2 separate regions of the Mus musculus genome follow, and region 1 is linked to region 2. A link is a contact called in public Hi-C data. All regions are on one chromosome and are shown on one strand. The core of a region is the stretch at or near the end of the contact, and the rest is flanking DNA. Distances in the headings are between cores, read along the strand shown.

Region 1 (6,114 bases), core at 1,497-3,996, 69 kb before region 2:
TACATTTCTCTTTATTAGTAGTTTCAGGTTCTCTGAGGTTTTAAAGCACTGTGCCTCTTACTAAATTACTAGTAAACCCAGTGAGGTACAGGGCCCACACAAGGCCTCCATATCACAGATAGAACTTTTGCATCTGAAGGCTCAGCCTTTAATTCTTCAATTCTGAACTAATATATTTATCCTTCCATCACTGTCTCCTAAGGATTTTGAGAATTAATTAGAAACAAAATCACTTTCAGTCCTCGGATGTTACACTCTGCTGAAAAAAATATGAGACACTGAAGTGTTATTAATAAAGACAAAGGTTCATCCAATAAAATAATCTGACTGGGTGAATTCTCACATGGTTGGTATTTTCTAATATAAATTACTGTAGGATTAGATAGTTAAATATTGAATATTGTCTCATTTAATGCAGTTCTATGAAATATTAATGATAATGATGATTTTTCCAGTTTGGGGAATATGGAGATAGCTTTTTACTGACGAATAGCCCTGGCCAGTAACATAATACATTTTACAAAATGATAATGAAGATATTCAAATGAAGATGGAAGAGGAAATAAGTGACCAGGAAACTGATGGATTCCATGTAAGACAAAGGTCACAAAAATTTGTTAGTGTTAAGTAGCATGCTCTCTCTCTCTCTCTCTCTCTCTCTCTCTCTCTCTCTCACACACACACACACACACACACACACACACACACACACACACACACACACTATTCCTATGCTACTATTGTGACCACTGTGGATAGCTTTGAGAGTTTCTTTAAAAAAAAATAAAGAGAACAGATCTACTCTATTAGGCCTTGCACAGGAGTGCCGTTGATGTTGTTTAGCTGGCATGAGGTGTAAAAGTCTGAAAATTGGATTGGGCTTTGAAGGAAGGGAAGCTCTGTAGAGTGTGACAGCTGCAATGGGATTGTGCATGAGGTTAAAAGAAAGCAAGGAGGGGGCAGGGGTGGGGGAGGAAAAGGAGAAGGAGCAGTTGATCAAATGGTCCAGGTGGAGCTCCACAGACAGGCCTGGAATTGCATATTTAACACACAAAGCCAATACTTTTCTATTTTATTTTCAATTTTTCTGTTTAGATATTCTCAATTCTCTGGACTATTATTTCAGATTAGAAAACTCGAATCTGATGAGAAATAGGGTAAGTTACTATTTTTGCAACATTTTTTTTATCAAGAACAGGGAATGAGACCATTTACCATTGCATCAAATTGCTTTAAATAGAATATTTGTGTTGTTGGGGAATTTTTTTTTGTGCCCCCTCCTCTTCCAGGAGAAACTTTAGTGTTTTATGAGATGATTTTATTTAAAATTGTAGCTATCCTTGTTTCATACCTAGTAATTTAACAGTTGAAAAGCTCGCTTTTTGTTCTTTGTAGATAATGTATGTGTGGTGATTGAAAGCATTCGTAAAAAAGTGTTTTGGGGTTGCATTCTTTTAGCACAAACTTACTCCTTGATAAAGGAGCTGGCTATAATTTTCAGAAATCACTGTTTCTTTTTCTTTAGTTGTTGGGTAATTGCTCTTTGTATACACTGTGGAAATGTTCATATAGACCAGGGACAAAGCCTAGCAGATGCACTTGCAATTATCTGGAATTTAAGTAAATTTTGCATCTGATACACACAAAGCAAATGCTTTGTCCAAGCAGGCTCAGATACTGCCATGTGGATTGCTAGGAACACAATGAGGAGATTTTTAATGGAAAACAAATGGAACTATTAGTAAGTCCTTTTTTACTTGAAAAGGCATCAGCTTTAGGCATAGCCTCCAACTCATTCATATTCATAGTTGGGTCTACTCTAAATATGACCTTTAAAGCTGGGGAAAAAAACTTTAAATATTTAAAATAAAATGTGTATATATGTATATGATATGTCATATATATGTGATATTTATTATCAAAGAATAATCAGATTGCTTTGTGAAGAAGTGGTGAAATAAATATTTGTTCCATATTTTAATATTATATTTTGACTATTTAAGAGAACATTGAAATATTATGACTTTAATAATGTAAAAAGGGAGTTCATATTCTAAATAAATCATCACATAGATGAAAGATAATTGCAATGCTATTTTAACAATCTCAATTCACAAGGAAAACATAAGAAGGAATGGATAATAGGTCCAAATTCTACTTCTTATTGTAAACAAAAGCAATCTAGGCAGAGAGCAGTTCTGTGCAAAATCCTCACTTCCCAATTTTGTTTTAGATTAATCCTTCCACTGTCTACTTTGTGTTGTTGTCTGACTTACATAAGTGAGATCTTTGAAGGTTTAATCCTTTTCTCTGTGTTTATTCTTAGAAAACAGTGAATCCAAGGAACTACTGGATTCTCTTAAATGCTTTAGGTCTTTAGGGGACTTTCAGCGACTTTTACTTTCCACGAGAAGGTTATTGATAATTGATCCCAAAGACTTTCATTTCTTTGTCAGAGGTGTGCCATGTGTTTTCTGGCTTTCAAATGAGGAGCCTTTCAAATGCACCTCAAGCCCCCCTCCCTGGCCGCTCCCTGCTTTCTTCAACACTGTAAGGGGACTTGAAAACAGAGGATGCTCTCTAATTTTTGTAAGAATCCAGAGCTTCCAGGGGTTCTGAGGCTTGAGTCATTGTTTGGAAAGACAAGAAAATTTGAGAAGAAATTTTGAAGGAGAGGGAGAGCCTGACAGAAGTATTTTAGGCTCCAAATTAGAACAAGACAGATGTGCCATGCCTAGAATACCATAGCTCTGCAAACATGCCCCCACCTGAGGTACTCTCCAAACAGAATGGCTTTATCTAAATACTTTTCACTAAATTTCCAAAGTGACAGAACTTCCTCGGCTGTAGCTTGCTGAAAAACTTGGTATAGTGTATATATTTCCCTAGTGTCATTCATGGTCCCCTATGTCTCCTTCCCCTCCCCCATTCCAACATCTAGTTCACCATCTACCACAGGCTATCTTTGGGTTTGGAGAAGAACCAGGTACTTTCCTTGGTATTTAAGAAACTTGCTATTTTGAAATTCCCTGAGAGAGCTGTGGGCATTTTTATTTCAGTGTCTCCAAGCATCTCTTTTCTTTTTCTGAAGGAGAAACTGCTTATATAATACCCAGGAGCAGACCCTTGGGAATTGCTAAGCTATTTGATGGATGTTCTGCGGGAAGAGAACTGCAGAAGCTCCTGTGTCCTGTGTGGCCTCCCACGGGGGTCTCAATTGGAGATATTTACACAATAGCAGATTCTCAGAAGGATAAATATATACAAGTCCCTCTTTCCAAATGGGAGGAACCAGTAGGAAACAGCACCTAGGAAGACAAGAGCCCACTAATAGCTCAGCCCCACAGAGCTTCTAGAAGGAACAGCTCCAGAGCCAGACCCCAACTGTCAGTAGAGCCTGCCAGGGAGACAGATGCTGCCGTTGGAAGACACTATTTTTCAGTTAGATATTTTGTTCTTGTAGATGGCCAACCATGACTCATGGGGGGGGGGGGAACTGGAGAGAGACTGAGAATGGGGAGAACAGAAGAGTAAATTCATCTTTCTCTTAAGCCCTCTTTAGGATTTAGCCATGGTTATAAATGTCAAGCCAGGGAACTTGGCCCGAACCAGGAGAGTTGTGAAGACAGGTACAGAGCTGCGAGCCTATGCCAGGTGATAACATTTAACCTGATGATAAAATGATTGACCCATTTTCCCAAGGGTATCTGTAAAATAGGAATGCAGGAATTTCCCAATGATCCAGGCTCAGGAAGTATGCTTCTAAGGACAGAAGGGACAAGAGTCATCTCTCTATGATGATGGTGTGTTCTTTTCCTTGTTTCTATGCCTCTGTGAATTTATGTACGACACTTGTATATCAAGGTTGACTTCTGTTCCCTCTGTTTACTTGCCTGTCTCCTGTACAAATATGTGCATGTGCATGTGTGTATATATGTGTGAGAGAAACATATACATTATACTTTAATGCCTTGTCTCCAGGAGAATGGGTTGTTGCTGTAACTTATAATATCAGCTTTCAGCTGCATTTTTCATTCACTTCCACATCTAAATCTGCAGCTACATTGATTAGATAAAAATTGACTAGATAAAAGTAGAATATCTGATGTTGGAGAGGTAGTGAAATAGAATTTTTGTAACTTGTATCTAGTGCCAGATTCTAGGCTTCCTTGATATCTTAAGGAAGGGGCTAATTGTATAGGCTATTCCTTAACTTCCTTTATTTTTCTTAAAAGCAAGAGGCCTTTATTTCTTTTCTAAATAAATACATTGTGACATAATTTCTCTGATTCCTGATGTTGGGGGAAAGGGGACCGAGAACTTTAGGCTGTTTCCAAACTGAGTTATTTTATAAACCTCCTTCATAGATCTCAGGCCTGGAATTAGATATGTCTGAGTACCTGCCGGCGGCTCCTAATGCCAAGCTCTTGACGTGACATTTTTCTGATAGAGTTCCAGAAGTGGTCCTTTTAGATCTGCATGTCTCCATAAGTTGACATGGCAGCTAGCCAGAAGGTATGTGTTTGTGGGGAAAGCAGGCGTCTATTCTCCCTGCACACACACACAATGAGTGATTTGAAGGGTACTCCAAGTACTAGAAACCAGAGCTGTGGAGCTAATTTAGAGAGAGTAATTCACAATTGACTTGTGCATGAGCGGGCTTGCCTTCTTGAGCCACCATGCTTGTCTGGCCAGTGTGGAGCTGTTTGCAATGATCCTCTCCACTCTAAGGTCTGCGTGTCTTTCACTGTGTCTCATGTCAAGTCAAGTGCTAAGAGACCGACTGTCAATTTGTAGCAACACCCTAAAGAACTTGAATCTTGAAACTCTTGGTCATATTGATCCTACAGGGAAGGTACTTGCATTTATTCTGAGGCTTATCAAAATAATGATGCTCCTGTTTTTTAAAAAGTCATTTAACTGCTTCAGACACTTAACTTGTGAATAGACAAAAAAGATAGACGAGTCTCATTCAACTGCCAGTGGTTCAGTTCCTTTGTCTTGCACAGATATGGTTTGTGTTAGAAAAACTTATGTTTTGTGAATTCAATATGTTGTCCTTTTCCTTTGAGGACATGAAAAAGAGTGTCTTATAACATACACACACACACACACACACCCCACATTTATCTCTCTCTCTCTATGTACATATACATATATATGTGTATATTTATCTCATATATATAATGTGTATATGTGTGTATATATATATATATCATATACATACACACACAGAGAAATGTGGTACGTGTGTGTGTAAAATATATATGTATGTATATATATGTATCTGTGTGTAGTGGGGACTGTATGGTGTGTGACTGATTTAAATTGGTGTTCTTGATTTCATGATATATTCTGTAAGTTTATTGTTTCATTCTCTATTTCACAAATGAGGAAATCACTTCCCTCTGAGGTGGGAAGTTGTGATCCAATGAATAGGCTTTGGATTGGATTTTGAACATTCCATTCTTCTTCCTACTTTGCAGTTTCAAAAATAATCATGTCTTAGAAAATAGGATCCCATCAATTACAATTAGTTCAATTCTGGAGTTGGTATCTTAATGCTTTATATTTTAGTTTAGCATAAAGGCCACCCTGTGGGCCAGAATTGACCTCATATCTATTTTTATATGATTATGAATAATTTTTTAGAAAATAGCTTTGAATACTTGAAAATAATCAAAATAATATTCCATGACACTTGATAATTGTGTTAAAACATTCTTTGTCTACAAATAAAGTATGATTATATTTCATACATGCTCATTCAATTTTTTTTTCCTAGGACATTGGGGATGTATATGAGTTGAGAAAATAAAGTGTGAATTGGGCATTGACAGAAAAGCTTTGCTACCATTCATCAAATGTATGACTTGTGGTTCAAAGGCAATGTGACAAACCCTTATCCTCCTCATCCTGTATTTTAAGATGCTATTGTGTTTGAGTTGCCTTTTGGTGTTAAACTGGATGTAGGAGAGGGTATAGAAAGCAGAGAGAGATTGTTTACTTGGGTGAAATGTTGCTGCTCCTAAAGTTGGCTCTTTTATAGAACAGATGTTATCCTCTGAGTTAGGAAGGAGACAGAGGTACAAAGAAGATGGCTTTGGTTGTGAC
Region 2 (6,329 bases), core at 348-2,847:
ACCATGTCTCTATAGAGAAACATGCTTCCAGCCCCAAACAGAAAGTCAAAGTTGATCTGAATGGAAAGGAGTCTTAATAGGACAGTTATTCCAGCTTCCTTCACACTATAATATATAATATTCTGTCTTGAACATCTTGTAGGATCCCCTATAGGCATAGAAGTTGGGAAGGTTAATGGCTAGCCTAGTGGTTTCTTCCTTTCCAATGCTAACATTGCCAGCTGGAAATAGTTGAAATCCCTGTAAAGTATTTGCCAAGTCTTTTTCATTCCCTTTAGGCCTTTCTGTGTAATAACCCTGGGCACCTCCTGTATGCATTCTCTTATCAGCTCTCTAGAAATAAACTCATGCCTTGCTTATCCCTGTAAGCTACATGCCTAGCACCAGGCAGTAAGTAGGCATAGACTGGGAGCAGTTCAAGAATCAGAGAAAAAATTAACAAGGCTATCCCTCCCCCAAGCCTTGCTGCTAAGTTGTGGTCTTACTTACAAACAGCGCCCAGACCTGCCAGATTGAAGTTTTAAAATTGGTCTTAAAATCATTAAAATACATAGTTCTCACTCTTGGGAATGCTTGCTCCATAAGACCCAGGCTTGGAGATGTTGAATTCCTTACTTCATTCATATCAAAGTTCTTGGGCTTGAAAAAAGCTGGGTTCCAAAAGGGATATAGGATTTTGTTGCTATTTTTCTTGTTTTGGTTTGGTTTGGTTTTCTCCTCATGTCTTCCTTGACTTTATCTAGTTGTATACTAATTATTGATATATTTTAACTAAACATAGAGGCCACAATTATTCTTACTGTGCTTACCATGTAAGAGACAATGTCAAGGTACATTTTGTGCCCCAAACTCAAATTCAAAAGCAGATTGTGTTGTGAAAGTACCTTTCCTTTAGAGATATATTAATTTCCGCTCTGTCTGGGCTAGTCTCCACTCTGACAATGAATCAGTTCTAATAACAGTCATAGAGTTATGCGCATCAAAACATATTTAATAGCTTATGTGTTCATACACTGAAAGCTTTGCATACTTAGAATTTTAGATTAGAATTCAACTTTTTTTTCCCTATTAAATGCCAGCCGGGTGAGTTGCATTAATGACCATGGTTATGTTTGAATGTAAATGGGGACATCTGGCGATATCAGGAGATCAAACGTTGGGAGTCTGCATGGTGACTCTCATCTGTTTGTCACCCAGCAGGTGTAATGGATAGCAGGCATGTGGGCTCTTTGCCCAAGTTAATGTACAGACCTAACCTATAGAAGAGAGATGGCTCCTCTGCAGCTTTGAAGAATCACAGCTCAGGATGGGGGGTGGGGGGGTGGAGGGATGGGAGGTGGAGGGATGGGGGTGGGGAGAGGGCAGGGTAGGTGGAGTGGATAGTTTCCAACAGAACCAATCCTTCAGTTAAAAAGAAATAAATAAATCGCCGTTTTCTAGCCTACGGGCATTTTCCTTGTCCCATTTCAACAAACTTCCACAGCCCAATTTGTTATTCAAAAATTTATGGAAAATGTATGTTAAAGTGAAAAGGGTACATTGTGCAGAAAAGGGAAGCAGCTTGTAAGCATGTCATTATGCACGAGCCGTGGGGCCCGCAGATGGCTCTTCTACTCAGAACTGAGAGGAGTGCCAAAAGCTCAACTCTAAATACATTTAAATCACATATCTTTACTTAAAAATGGAGTATTTTGGAAGGAAAAGCAGATGATATTTAAGTACACAAGTGGTATTCTTTTGTTCCTCATATAATAGAGCCCTTTACAGAAGTCGTTGCCTTCTGAGTATGCAGTAAGCCTTTGATTCCTTGAATTCCCCAGCGGATTTAGTCTCAGTGCACGGCTCATTCCTAATAGGATTAGCCATTGAGGTAGCACCTTGCTGTAGAAAAGCTCTTGAGTATCCTTGCAGTGATTGAAAATTAAGGGATTTGTTTTGATTACTATGTTCAATGCTAAAAGCAAACCTTTGTTTTGCACATTAGAAATAGTAACAAAAAAAATTATCATGACATATGGGCTTCTTATTTTAATTGAAAATAAATTTAGTTCTTAGACTGTGCCAATCTGTTAATTAATTAGAGGGAGGTTGCAAAAGCCATGGAGGCATTTCTTTACTGCTTAATATAATGATTTTTCTGGAAATATTATTTTTTAACGTAAGCATGCCAGTTTCTTGGTTCAAGCATGGTTATATTTACTCTGAATAGAGAATTTATATTTTGAAGGGTACAGTTCACACTGGTGAGACTAACACAGTAAATAGTCAGGTCGAGTTTTTGCTTCTCCCTTAGAACCAAACTCACATGGCTTCCTTCAGTGCCTTATTCCGTGAGAGTGTTAACTCTGAAATTAGTTTTGAACGGCTCTTTCCTAATTTTTATTGATGCCTTTATTTATTTTTTATTTATTGTTTTTATTATATTGCCTTTATTCTGACGGCAATACCTTTAAAATCTGTACTTGTTTGTATTTAAATTTTTAAAAGATAACCTTTTATTTTCATATTTTAACAGCTTGATCAGCTTAATGGTTACAGCTTTAGAACGTATGAGAGCTTAATTATATCTATATAGCATTTGGTATATGGGATCTTCACTTTTCAAAATACTGCAAATACATGAAAAAAAATTATTTTCAGATTTCTCAGCCCCATCCTCCACCCTTTTTTTCCTGAAATATTTTACATAAATCCTTTCCAATTCTAATAGTCTGATTTGAATCAGTGTGCATGAGGGAGAGAGAGATGTGTGGCATGCATGTCCATATGCAAACACATAGGTGTGTGCAGAGGAGTAGGGGAGAAATTAATTATATTTTAAAGAGACACACTTTTCTTTTTGCCCCTGCTAACTGCAAGTAAAATATGATAATTGTGAAAAATGTGTTGATAAGTAAAGTCTCCTGGGAGTTTGTGCTCATGTGCAGATGGGAATCACATACTCTTATTAGTAAATTGTTCATTTCAAAGTGTTTGCTGATAGAGCCAATATATATGCTTCGGAGGTCTGTGTTGATAAACTGGACAGTGCCACTGATCCTATTAATCTTTGTGTGAAAAATTCTATAATTTCTTCCTGTGGAATTTATTATAGAATAGCCCTTACCACAGTTTGCTTAGAAAACAAATCATTAGTAAACTGAAAGCCGTATTGTTATTTGGTATTTCTTCTTCTTCTTCTTCTTCTTCTTCTTCTTCTTCTTCTTCTTCTTCTTCTTCTTCTTCTTCTTCTTCTTCTTCTTCTTCTTCTTCCTTCTTCTTCTCCCCCTCTTCCTCCTCCTCATGCTCCTCCTCCTTATTATTATTATTATTATTATTATTATCATTATTAAACTTTTCTAGCATCCTATTAGATACTAAAGTGAGTCTTTACTTTAGGTTCGTCCATCCTGTCATGCTTTCACACAGGCCAATAGCTTTTCAAGATACCATAGCAGGTAGCCTACTAACTTTGTCCCTTTCCTAACCCACTAGAATTGCCCTTTAAGTGGTGGGAATATGTACTATAACAGTGAGTCACTATGAGGAACAACTAGAAGCTCCTGGCAGAGATAAAGTGAGTGATGTTTAATTAAATTATCAAATTGCGGACATAGTGTAAATATGAAAATTACTATCTTAAATAATCCTGGGATAGGCAAAAGATGCCATACATAAGGGTCAACATTTTCATGGAGTTAAAAAAGATTTATTTTTTCATTTCCTAGTTTCCCATCTGTCCTCACTAAAAAAAAAAAAATGGCCATTTCATACATCTCTGTCTGGTGAAATAAAAATCATTTTTATTAGTCCCTCAATAGCAAGTGAGGTGTTCCAGAATGTTCTGATGCAAATCATCTTCTGGCAAATTCATTTTATTCTTGTTAATAATTTCAAATTTGCTGAAAACGGTTCATGTGTAGCTTTCAAAGTGACGGACATGGTAGTAAAAGCTGCAGCATCTCTGGTGAGGCCTACAGGTCCCTTCTGCTTATATTGACTTATACTTCATAAAATATAGTTTGTGTTCTTAAATTATTCGGTGAAAAAAATAGCCCTTGTATGACCTAATAGTCATCTAATATCATTTTAGGCCTCCATAAGAGTACTATTTTATATATTTTAGCCAAAACAAATGAACATCCACTCTCTATGAATTAATTATAATTAGCAACTGATTTAATGCTTTCTTTTGCATTCCTTTTCTATGTATCCCTGTGAAACAAACATTATTCTAGGCATGCAGTACACAATTATTAGTTCAAGTTGAAGTGATTCTGTATAAAATTGGCCTCATATTTATTCATTCAGAAAATGAGCAGGGAGAGAGTGCATATTTTATACAACTCCAGTAATTTCAGTATCAGATAACCCTTAAGCAAAATAAGATTTGACCCTTTCAAAATTGCTTAATGAATTGGTATTACACAGACTATCTTTTAAAACTTCTGTAGAATTTTTTCCCCTTTTCCCTGAAGCCTTTGAACATAAGCTTTGGATCACAGACCCTGCATTTAAATGTTGAAAATATGATTGTGTTTTGATTGCTTTTGGTGCGTCGTTATGATAGAAGCCATGCATTCTAAGAAAAACTGTGCCAGCACTCGACAGATTATTGTAGATGCCTCCATGTGAGGCAGTGAGTTAAATTAACTGAAATGCTATCTTAAGGAACAACAAATAAAAATTCCATGATTTCATATGGCAAGGATGCATCTTCTTCAGTCAGGAGTGGGCTTGTAGGGAATAAACCTAATTATTTTGAGATTCTAGTTACCGTTGTTTTCAGTGCGCTCTAAGCATCCCTTGCCACTGCGGCCTGTGTATCCATAACTTGTTTGCAGTGTTGGTCAATGAGGGTGTCTTCAGTAATCCTAAACGTGCATATGATACTTTGCTGATGTGTTTGTCACAAATTCATCATCCAACAGACAGAAACCACCTGCAGGAGCTTCAGAATGATTTGAGCGTTGTCCTCTGGCCTCTCTCCTAATCATGTCTCCTTAGCTAACTTGGAGACATGATTGCATTTCAAACAGTATTTGTAATGAGGCTACTGTCTTGTTCTACTGTACAAAATTGGCCAGTGGAAGCTAATAACACGTTGTCAAACGCAATGGTAGACTTTGTACTGCTCATTGGCCACACTATCCTCATGATTAAGGAAGTAGCTTTAGTGGGAAGCAAAGTTGTTGTTTTGTTTATCTGTTTGTTTGTTTGTTTGTTTTTTAATAGAGCCACAGTGTGTTTCAGATTGTTGGTATTTAGTAGCTTCCGCCTCACGATTTGGATAGACTTGTGATGGACCTTTCTGATTTCTGTAGTTTGACATTAACATTTCAGGACTGGGCTTAACACTTAAAATTTTACTCACTAACCTGAGCATTCTAGGAAGCCCTTAAACACTTTGAGAACCTGGCTGTAAGAGTGTAGATTTTATGAAAACACAGCCTGTGTTCTTTACTCGGCACCAGGGCAGGGAAGGACTGACTCAGAGAAATATAATGCAAATCATGCATTTTGTTTAATTTTTTTTCTATTAGGGTACATGAAAAGTAGTGAGAAGAAAACTGCTAAAGTTCACTGTCTGAATGCATTTCATGCCATGGAAAATACCAAAATGCATCTTTTCAATGTGCAATCAAAGCCAAATGTTACTGACTTATTTATTTTAAATTGTGAAATTAGGTATGTGTTGCAATGCATGCAGAGAGTGGCCAGGTGTTTAGTGTTCCACAGATATGTACTGTTAAAGGTTACTGTGTTACAAAGCATGGATTAAGAAATGAGGTTCTGCCAGATGCATAAGCACTAATCACTATGTATCTGTCAAATAATTTAGTGCACTATAACAGTTGACAAGTCTCAGTCTATCTATACTAATTTCAATATGAAAAATTATTTTACATCGAGTCTAAAAACCTCACTATAAAATATTCTGTTAGGTAACAAAAACAAACAAACAAACAAACAAACAAAAAACTGTGTTGGTTTGTTTGCTTCCTTTTCTTTTTATCTTAGAATATTCTGTTTCGAATAAAGTTGTAGTTCTCAAATAGTTCCGTGGATGATATAAGACAAAATGGTCTGAGTATATTACAGGAGTCATTCCTTGGTACTTTCTGTTTCATTTTCTTCTATGGTGTGCAATGAAACTCTTCTGCTCATATTTTTACGTCCGTGAAATCTTTATTTTTATTCATTAGAAAGAAGTCAATTAATTTGCATCCACTAATCTCCCATTCCTCACATTGTAATACCAATCTCTTTATATCTGAAGGGAAAACTGTTAATACTTCCTCTAAGCCTATAAACTTAATTCCCATTAAGGGAACTGGTAGTTTGAATGA

Evidence for each region. A called contact is a pair of places that touch in the nucleus more often than the background predicts.
Region 1: a Hi-C map of cortical neurons shows a contact between it and region 2. The contact joins two enhancer-like sites. A contact is called at or near these places in 4 of 484 Hi-C or Micro-C datasets (cerebral cortex, cortical neurons and nephron progenitors), 1 of 115 datasets of contacts at active chromatin or transcription factors (embryonic stem cells) and 1 of 9 other capture datasets (liver).

The regions. Positions count from the first base shown.
Region 1 is chr11:37,219,548-37,225,661 of GRCm38.p6, reverse strand. It overlaps a transcript of Tenm2 not described here. Among named protein-coding and RNA genes, the nearest start is that of Gm51890, 230 kb to the right of the region's middle. Within about 2 kb of position 2,746, at least 9 of the 459 cell types and tissues checked have an H3K27ac peak or open chromatin away from gene starts, as enhancers often do. A contact at or near this core is called in cortical neurons, where this site is marked.
Region 2 is chr11:37,149,514-37,155,842 of GRCm38.p6, reverse strand. It overlaps a transcript of Tenm2 not described here. Among named protein-coding and RNA genes, the nearest start is that of Gm51890, 160 kb to the right of the region's middle. Within about 2 kb of position 1,597, at least 17 of the 459 cell types and tissues checked have an H3K27ac peak or open chromatin away from gene starts, as enhancers often do. A contact at or near this core is called in cortical neurons, where this site is marked.